Regions from separate parts of the Rattus norvegicus genome. Here region 1 is linked to region 2. The links are chromatin contacts, called in public Hi-C maps. All regions are on one chromosome and are shown on one strand. The core of a region is the stretch at or near the end of the contact, and the rest is flanking DNA. Distances in the headings are between cores, read along the strand shown. Region 1 holds the start of Clic5 (chloride intracellular channel 5). Region 2 overlaps Clic5 (chloride intracellular channel 5).

The links. Hi-C and Micro-C count contacts between places; a contact is called where the count stands out from the background.
Region 1: a Hi-C map of psoas muscle shows a contact between it and region 2, with 1.9 times the contacts expected there. The contact joins the promoter of Clic5 here to the enhancer-like site in region 2.

What each region holds. Positions count from the first base shown.
Region 1 is chr9:24,309,591-24,314,251 of GRCr8, forward strand. It overlaps Clic5 (chloride intracellular channel 5), which reads right to left and starts at 1,374. Exons shown (of 6, transcript NM_053603.4): 1 at 978-1,374. The coding sequence starts at 1,040.
Region 2 is chr9:24,266,373-24,271,445 of GRCr8, forward strand. The region is part of intron 1 of Clic5 (chloride intracellular channel 5); the gene reads right to left. Among named protein-coding and RNA genes, the nearest start is that of Clic5, 42 kb to the right of the region's middle. Within about 2 kb of position 2,944, at least 27 of the 93 cell types and tissues checked have an H3K27ac peak or open chromatin away from gene starts, as enhancers often do.

The DNA of each region.
Region 1 (4,661 bases), core at 124-2,623, 42 kb after region 2:
CTGGCGACTCTGCAGCCCAGCCCAGAGGCTGCTTTCCTTCGCCTCAGGTTTCCCGGTCTCTGCTTCTGCAGTGTCCCGGCAAGTGGGGGGGTGGGGGGGGGGGCTGATCAAATGTTTCTGCCTACACCTGCGGAGGACCGGACCTCCAACCTCCCGCAGCCTGCAAAACAAAATTACAGTTGCTGTCTGGTGTCTGCTACTGCCCAAGAAGCAGGGGTGGGGGGGGGGGGGCTTAATTTGGTTCTGCAAGAAACCCAGGTCGGGTTGACTGACAGGTCCCCTGGTTACCTGAGACTGCCCTGCAGAGTCATAATGACAGTGATAATAACAGCAGGGAACTGGGTGTTCGTTTTTTTTTTTTTTTTTCTCCTCTACAAGTCACAAAACAAGAAAATAGCTTTGTGGCCTTTGCTTTTATTTTAGCGCTTCTGAATAAAAGAAGAGGGGGGTACTAGGAAATGCTATTTTTGTTTTGCCAAAGATAATCTCCCTCCTCTCTCTCTCTCTCTCTCTCTCTCTCTCTCTCTCTCTCTCTCTCTCTCTCTCTCTCTCTCCTCCCCCTCCCTCTCCTTCTCCCTCTCCCTCTCCCTTCCTCTCCTCCCTCTGCTACAGAAGAAAAGTTTACTAGTCCAGCCAGATTCCCTGTCCCTATATCTGGAGACAACCTTCCACCTAGCCAACATCCCTTCTCTTGGATCACAGGATCCGCGCGCTTCCCTCGGAGCTCAGGATGCAGGGCAGCGACCTGTCCTACAATGTTTGGTAGACTGTGGGTCAACTCTTCAAGACAGCCACCTGCCAGGTCGATGCTCACTCTATTCTCCCGGGATCCCCTTCCAGAAAGGCCACAGACAGGACCACGAGGGTGCCGGACTGCGCTCCCTAGGGAGGGTCTCAAGTCCCAGAGGGATCTGCGTCCTGACACTTGAGATCTTGCCACCTCCAGCCCGGGAGGAGGCCCACGAACGCCGACCTACCTTCACGAAGAGCTCGATCTCGGGGTCCCTGTCGTCCCCATTAGCTGTCGCTGAGTCCGTCATGCCGTCGGCGCCCCGGACCACGGTCCCGGGCCGGAGAGGCGCCACCTCTGCAGCGCTTCAGGCTCCTGCTCACAGCGAGGGGCCTCTCTTCTGCACGGCGTTTAATTTTTTTTTTCTTTTAAGACTAACAGTTTCTCATCAATTTCTCCAAGCAAGGACAGCTATGTCTGAGAGAAGAGCTCGGAGTCCCAGGTGTCAAACGGAAAGAGCAGACTCCAAGATCCAGCAGGGGGCTAAAAGGAAGAGCGAGCTAAGGGATTGACAACAGGTCCCGAGAGCAACAAGTGCCTGGCTGCTGGGAGGTGTCACAGGATCCGCGACTGTCAGCGATCCCGCGCCCCGCCGCGGGTGCGCCCAAAATAGACCGCAGCCGCGAGGCGGGGTCAGTCGGGGCGGGGACTTGGGGGGGGTCACCGTGGGAGTTCAGCATGGGCTGGACCCCTCAGTGCTGGCGCTCATTTAGAGCTGGCCAAGGCAGTAAGTGTTCGAAGGCCAAGAGTATGTCCTGCAGGGCATAATGAGAGACAGGAAGAGTGGGGCACGGAAGATGATTTTCAAGGTTTTTGAAATGTTTTAGTTTTTGTTTTTTAATAAAGAGGCTCACCTAGCCCAAGTTATTCTACTACCCAAATCACGCACTTACAACGGCATGGAGCAAAGTAAAGATTCTGGACTCTCGTAGAGCTTGCCATTTTTGCTCTGGCAATAAAGGATCTGGGCAGGAGCCTGGGAGAGGCAGAGGGGTGAGCCAACAGGGTCAGGTGCCAGAGCCAGAGATCTGCAGCTTTTTCTGTTCCCTTGCTTGGTTTTATTTCCCTCTGCTTTCTTATTCTCTCCCTCCTTCCCTCCCTCCTCTCACTTCCTCCTCCTCTCCTTTGTCTTCCTCCTCCTCTCTCTGTCTCTGTCTGTCTCTGTCTGTCTCTGTCTGTCTCTGTCTGTCTCTGTCTGTCTCTGTCTGTCTCTGTCTCTGTCTCTCTGTCTCTCTCACACACACACAGACACACACACACACACCCCTCGTGTGCCCAGGCTGACTTTAGCCTTGAAGTTACTATGTAACTGAGACTGATTTGGAATTCCTCATCCTCCTTCCTCTAACCTCCCAAGTGTTGCTTACAGGTATCCGTTACCACACCCAGCTTTCTCTTTCTCTTTCTCTTTCTTTCTCTTTCCTTTTCTTTCTTTCTTTTGTGACCTATGATACAGAGGGGGAAATGCTCAAATCCTGCAAGTATAGTTCAATGTTGCTACCAGCACTAGATGAAGGAATAAAACCACCAGAAGTTCTTGCTCTCTTCTTTCTTCTGCTTTCCCCCTGCCCAGGGGAAACATCACCCAGACTTGAAATAGTCTAAGGTGAGAGTTAAGGTTGAGGCTAGTAACCCTGGTTTCCTTCAACCCTAATGACATTGGACACAGATCTGAAATGATTCCCTTAGATATGTACTTAAGAGGGGGGTTGCTGAATCACAGAATATGAGAATGTTCTCTATATATAATCTCTTACGGTTTTCTGAAGCCCCCCGCCAAAACACACACACACACACACACACACACACACACACACACACACACACATGTCCCGCGCTATCGTGCGCCATCTTGTAATGGCGGAAGCTATTACGGCTTTACACACACACACACACACACACACACACACACACACACACACACATCCCTACCTCTTGTTTCATTTTTAAAGTAGTTGCAGAGCTGAGGAGATGCTCAGGGTGTGAGGTGCATGCCAGGCAAGCTAGAAGCCTTGAGGTGGGATCCCCAGCAGCTACAGTGCAGGCTCCATGGCCTGGCTCTGCTCCCAGGTCTCTGGAGGTGGAGACTAAGCTGACTCTGGGTTCAGATGAAAGACCTTGTGTCGATATACAAGAGAGAAAGCAATCAGAGATGTCTTAGTCATTGGTGGTGTTGGCCTGATTTTGTAAAAGTGGAGAAACTGAGGCATGGAGTACTTAAGAAACTTGACTATTGTCTTCAACCCAGGAAATGGTAAAAGTCAGAATTTGAACACAGATAAACTGATATTTCAGCAACTACTCAACTAACTGTCTTTTTTCCCCCTGCTTTGTGAACACTACACTGAGGGAAATGCAGGCCTGGTCCTAATCATGGAAATTAAAATCCATTTCAGTGAAGCAGTAACAGAAAGGAACCACGAGGGGTCACAAGAATGAGGCAGATGGAGGATACGGGTCTGAGTTTAGATCCAAACTGTCTCCAAGTTGCCCATTTCCTAAGGACTTGACTCCAGCCATGACACCATTGGAACCTCTAAGGGGTGGGGCCTCACAGTAGAAAGCAGTCGGGTCACTGGGGCCATCCTCTCGAAGGGAATTGCCTTAGAAACTTTTCTAATGATGTGAGGAGACACCAGGGCCAAGGCAACTTATTTTTAAAAGCACTTAATTAGGCGCTTGCTTACAGTTTCGGAGGGTGAGTCCGTGACATCATGGCAGGAAGCAAGGCAGCAGGCAGGCAGCCTGACGCTGAGGAAGTAGCTAACAGCTTACATCTTATCCACAAATTTTAGGCAGAGATAAATGGAGACTGGGTCTAGCATGGGCTTCTGCAACCTCAAATCCCACCGCCAGGGGCAGGCCACATCTCATTGTATAAGGCCACACCTCCTGCAACAAGGCCACGCCTTCTCCAACAAGGCCACACCTCCTATAACATGACCACACCCCCTAGTCCTTGCCCAAACAGTTCCACCAACTTGGGGCCAAGCATTTTAAACATAAGAGCTTATAGAAGCCATTGTCATTCGGACTCCCACAGGACTGCCATGCTTGTCCCTCTCTTTTTGCTATCTAAGAGGTAAATGCCTCTCTCCACACAAGTTCCTGCCATTGTAGATATTATAGCTGTGTATAGTTGTATATAGTATAGGTATATGTACAGACCCTAAGCAATAAGGCTAATTGATCGTGGATGATAGAACTTTGAAAACTGAACCTAAAAAAAAAAACCCTTCCTTCTTTTTAAGGTGATCGTCTCAGGTATTTTGTCATGGAGAAAATGTGGACTAGCCCAGAGGTTCTCCATGGGGCGGCATGCAAAGAGACTGCTTAGCACAGTTGGAATGAGAAGAAGAAAAGGCTACACGGACCAAGTTGATTTGGATAAAACACCTTGGTCGTATATCTGATAGGTAGATGGAGAAGACGAGGTGTTGTGGCCACCATTTACAGACTCTGAGCTCAAGAATATTATTCTAACTTAAAAAAAGTCACCATGGCAGCATGCAACCCTTTGGGCACCTTAGCCCTTAATCAGAGTGAGGTTCAAAGACACCGCTCCTCCTTGCCTTCAGGTTCACATCAGCTGAGATTTTAGACAGGCCGTCAGCCTCACAGGTGAATCTCTGCAGAAGTGGCCACACACTCTGGGAAAGGACCAAGGTTACAGAGGCGTCTGGGGCCTTCGCTGCATGATGCTGCAGCCTCATGGCTTCCATGCACTGGAGTGTAGAGAATATTTTTTAGCATCACTATAGTGAGTGCAAACAGAATTATAGGAACAAAAAGCCTTGGAAAGTCCTTTTAATGAAAAGTCCTTTCTAGGAACTTTAGATCATTTTCTTGCCTTGGTTGTAGGCCATGCATG
Region 2 (5,073 bases), core at 1,694-4,193:
CTTCCTGTGACCATAAGGGTCCTAACAGAGAGCTTGCTTTCCTCGGAATTAGAGCGTTGTCAGAGGTTTCACTATCCTCTCTTGACATATGTTTTATTTTGCTGTTGCAAAATGCTACTGAAATTAATTCTGGGTTTGATCATGAATCTACTTCCTTTATAAGCATGGACTGAATCTCTAATTCCCAGAATTTGCATACCAAATAAAGGCATCTTGACATGCAACGGTTTCTTCTGCTAAGTTTGGCCTTTGAGCTCCTGGGATAGCTAAGGTCCTTTGGTTATGGCCATCTTCCTGTTGGCCCTGCTTGCTCCTAATGTTGGCTTTGGACACTGAATCTTAACAGTCTTCACAGACTTTAGAGAAACCACAGAATCTGTCATCCACCCTCTTAGTTGAGTTTATCTAAGTACATCACAGTCCCAAGTTCACAAACATAACATATTAAAAGCTCGTGTCATTGAGATCAAATCAGAGTCATGAGATTTATCAAAGATTCCCTATGTCTGGCATTTTCTGGAGAAAATCTGGGCAAAATCAGTATTTAAGAACATGTCAACAAAGTATGCTAGCAGCCTTTGAAATTTCCACTCTAATTAAAAATGCCCTGCCCGAAGTCCTCTCTTGGACACTTTATTTAATTTGCCTGGCTCTAGCCATCAGTTTTTGCTTGCAGAGTTTCTGAGCTTGCCAGAGACAGACAACTTCTGTTCTCTGGGAGATGTTCAGCAAAACCATGCAGGGATATCACTGAAAAAAGCCAATGAGCAAAGGAATAAAAGTAACTACTGGAGCTAGGATCCGAGTAACATGGGTGACCAGTTGGACCAGCCACCACAGTGCTTAGACATTGCTTCTGATTCTTCTTGCTTCCTGCTTTCTCACGTGGCTGCTCCTTCGAGTTTTGCTCTCTCCTGCCTCCTACTCCACTTCTGTGCTGTTCTTCTTTGCTCCCTGTTTAGTTACTTTTCTGTGGTTCTGATGAAACACCATGACCGAGGCCACTTAGAGAAGCAGGAGTTTATTTGGGCTCATCTTGCGTGCATTGAGTTACAGTAACCCATGAAGAACAAATGTTACCTCCCACCCACAGTTTATACATAACTGGGAATGCTCTTGAGATGGTACTGAGAGTGGGCACAGGGGAAGAATAAAGACGGGTTGGCCAGGGGTATTAAAAGGAGTTAGAGGCCCATGATGATATGAAGAGGAACTCCATCAGACATAAGGCACAGAAGGTGGCAGTCAATTCTCTGTGGCTTGGCTTGCATCTGGAGTAGGGTCCTCAGACCAGAGGAAGAGAGAGCACTAGAGAATTCTCTGGTTCTCACGTGATCATCTGCTTATGGTTCTTGACATTCATACGCTGTAGGATGAAGTTTGAGGCCTGTGTTCACGTTGTTGCTTCTTCCCAGTGTCAACCTTTCCTGCCACTATTTAGGGGTAGCTTACTCTTCAAGGTCCATACCCAGGACCTGACTATCCACAAACCTCCCTTAGTGCTCTTCCACGTTCCCACTCAAGCCCTGCTCCATCATCAGTTCTCTGTGCTCAACCTTACCTCTTGTCTGCACTATGTTCCAGTTCCTCAAGAAAATGGCATGTCTTGTCCATCACGGTACAACCAGGGTGTGTTAGCAAACTGGTCCTCGGTGTCAACACACACCAGGCTATCCGGATCCCCCCTGGTCCAAGTCCTAGTTTGATGCATGTCATTGAAGGCTCTTAGTATTCTGGATAGTCAATAGCACCAACAACAGGACTTTGTGGGAACCTTTCATATTAGAGGAAGCCAAATTTTAAGTCCTTGCTGAAGAAAATTGAGTATACAGGCCTATGGATAAACTAACCAGAAGAGAGCTGTGCCTAGCAGCTGGAAATCTGGGTCCCGTCACAGCTCTCTGTTAGTTTCCAGGATGACCATCAAGCAGCCATATTTTCACAGAGGGATAACCAGAAATACCACCAGCAAACGAAGGGCTTGGCATTGAATATGGTAGCCACACTGACTTGAGTTTCTCCAGCTCTGATAAAAATCTTTCGCAAGTCATACTTAAAGGTTTCCCACGAATCTTTGCTTACCTGTCATTTTACTCTTCTGAACTAATAAAATGCTAAAGATACTGGAAGAATGTGACTTTTTTTTTTTCAGGTGAATGAAAGACAAGAAAACTGGATTCTACTACAGATTCTGAGTCTCAGGAGAACAGGAAAGAAGTTTCAGAGCCAAGTCACCTCCTTTCTGCCTCCATCCTGCCCTGCACAGACGTCTTCACCATCACAGGTGAGAAAACTTACGGAAATGACAGATGGATGCATCACGGGAAGGTGGCAGAGAGACAGTCCTCAATACATTAGTGTCCATAGGTCCTTACCTTTATAATACATTCCCCATTCCTCTCAGTCTCTAACTGGCATGGTAAGTGCCCCATGTCTGGAGAAAGTCATTCTCTGACACCGTACAATAGAGAAATGTTTCTACCAGGCAAGTGTCCCCATCTTGTGAGCCACTCCAGCTGATTCCATCTAAGATCCCAAAGACCTTACTGTAAAGAACTGGGTTGCAGAGGTGTGCACGGCCACGCACTCCTGTAATCCCAGCCTCCCAGAAGGCTAAATCCAACCTCAACTGAACAGTGAGGCTCTCAAAAGAAAACCTTTAAAACAAATGCCCCAGACAGGAATAGAGGTATAAGGTAGGGTCTGAGGGGATGGCTCGGTGGATAAACTGCTTTACACACTAAAGTGAGAACTAGCATTCAGGTCACCGGAGCCCACATAGAAGCCTCGTACATACGCTAGCCACCTGTGAATTACTCCAGCACTCAAGAAGCAGAGACAGGGGCTCCCTGGGACAAGCTGGCTGGCTAGACTCGCCGGAATGCATGAGCTCCAGATTCGGTTACGGAGCCTGCCTCGATAAATGAAGTGAGAGCTACTCAACACTGATGTCAGCCTACACACACGCACACAGGAACGCATGCACTCGTGCCCCACCGGGGGAAGGCTGAGGACTGTAGCTCAAGGGCACAGCATGTCCCCAGCACATATGGCCCTTGGCTCGGTCCTCAGCACAACCACCACAACAACAACAACACAGAAACCAGAGGACTTGTTTTAAGCTATCACATCTTCTGCTTTAGAAGGGGGCTTTTATAAAACAATCATTCATTTCTAGACACTGAGGCAGAACCAGGAATTAGCTCAAGGAGAACCGGTTTAATTTTGCTATTTTACCTTGAAAAAAAAAATCGGGCTGAACTGTAATTGACCAGGAGTCTGCTTTTTGTTGCTGCCTCGGCTAAAGAAGAACCTTTTCCAAGTGGCAGACTAAAGCAGGAAATGTCCTCATCATTGTATTCCCATTAAAAAAATTAATAAATAAACTTACACCAAGAATCATGTGGCACATACAATCACCCAGGAAGACACACCCTAAGCGGAAGGGAGTCAGTAGGGAACTTTTCCAAGACCCACCAGTATTTTTTAAAGCTCCCGGAAGTTATGAGACACACGCTCCTGCCTGCTGATGGGTACATGCTGGCCCTGCTTGTGCTGCAAGATAAATGAACCCTTAAACAAGTTGTTGCTTCAGCCTGGCCTTGCACTTCCTTGCCTCTGAAACAAGGGATACATGAGTAATGCCTTAGTCAAACTCTCCGATGCCCTCTGCACAGGTTCATTTGCTGGAGTTGTTGTCTGTGAAGCATTGAGAAGGGAGTGTGTCACCAACAGTCCTCATAAGTTCTCTACCTGATGTCTCAGAATAAAAGCTGGAAGTAGTCATCATAAAAATTTAGAAGGGGCTGGGGAAATAGCTCCGTTGGTAAATGCTTGCCCAGCGAACCAGAGGACAAGAGTTCAAGTCTCACAATTCACATTTAAAAGGGCTGGGTGTGGTGGCATGCTCTTGGAATTCCAATGCTGTGGAGTCTCACACAGATCAATATCTGGAGCTCGCTGGCTAGCTAGCCTAGCTTACTCAACATGTCTAAGCTAGTGAGACAGCCTGTTTAAAAAATTAGAAGACAAGAAAACAAAACCAAGTGAGCAAACAAACAAAACACAGAAAGACAACAGGTACCTGAGGAAAGTCAACAGAAGATCTCCTCTGACTTCCTCATGCACATTAAGGCATGCACACAGAGAGGGGAGGAGGGAAAGAAGACAAGACAGAAAGAGACAGAGAGGGAGTGAGAGAGACAGAGACAAACACAAAACGGCACTCATGGGTTGACTCCAAAATAAGGAAGGTACGGGATTTGTTCCTCCTTCTCCTGGTCCTTTCTGTGTCTAAAAGTTTGGCTCTTGCTACTTTCAGCCTATTCCATCTCTCAAGTTCTGTAAAACCTTATTCTGGCACGTGCGTTTGTTCTAGTTTGCTTTCTTATTGCGGTGACAGTGGCTAAACCTGACTTGGGGGAGGAGAGGTTTTACTTGGCTTACAATTATAGCCCATCATTAAGGAAAGCCAGTACAGGAACCTGGAGGCAGGAACTGAAAGAGAGAAGAGAGAAAAATGCTACTTACTGGCTTCCTTTCCTTATCTCTCTTACATAATGTAGGCCTGCCGGCCTAGGGAATGACACCACCCATAGTGGACTGGGCCCTTCCATATTAATCAACAGCGAAGAAAATGCCCCATGCCCCACAGACATGACTATAGGCCCATCTGATGGAAATAATTACTCAGCTGAGACTCCCTTTTCCTAGGTATGTGGAGGTTGGTGTCAAGTTGACAGCCTCCTGGTAGACACATTCAGAGTGAATCCCTTCCCATGAGCCATCTGGATTGTTAGAAGATGTGAAAATGTATTCGCATCCCTAACAGAAAGCACCAAGTTCAAATGATTATCATCAAAGCAGATCACTGTGTGTGTGTTCACCTTGTTTAAAAGGACCAAGTGTAGTACGAAAGAAAAAGAAATTGCACTTGTTTGTGTGTGAGAAGCTGTATTACGGCCATCTGTGTTCCCCACCCTTAAAGCCCTCTGAGCTCTTTGTAAGCAGGACAAACCCAAATCCCTTTTACTTGAAAGAAACAGCCAAGGAAGGAAGCCTGCTATTGTTGGG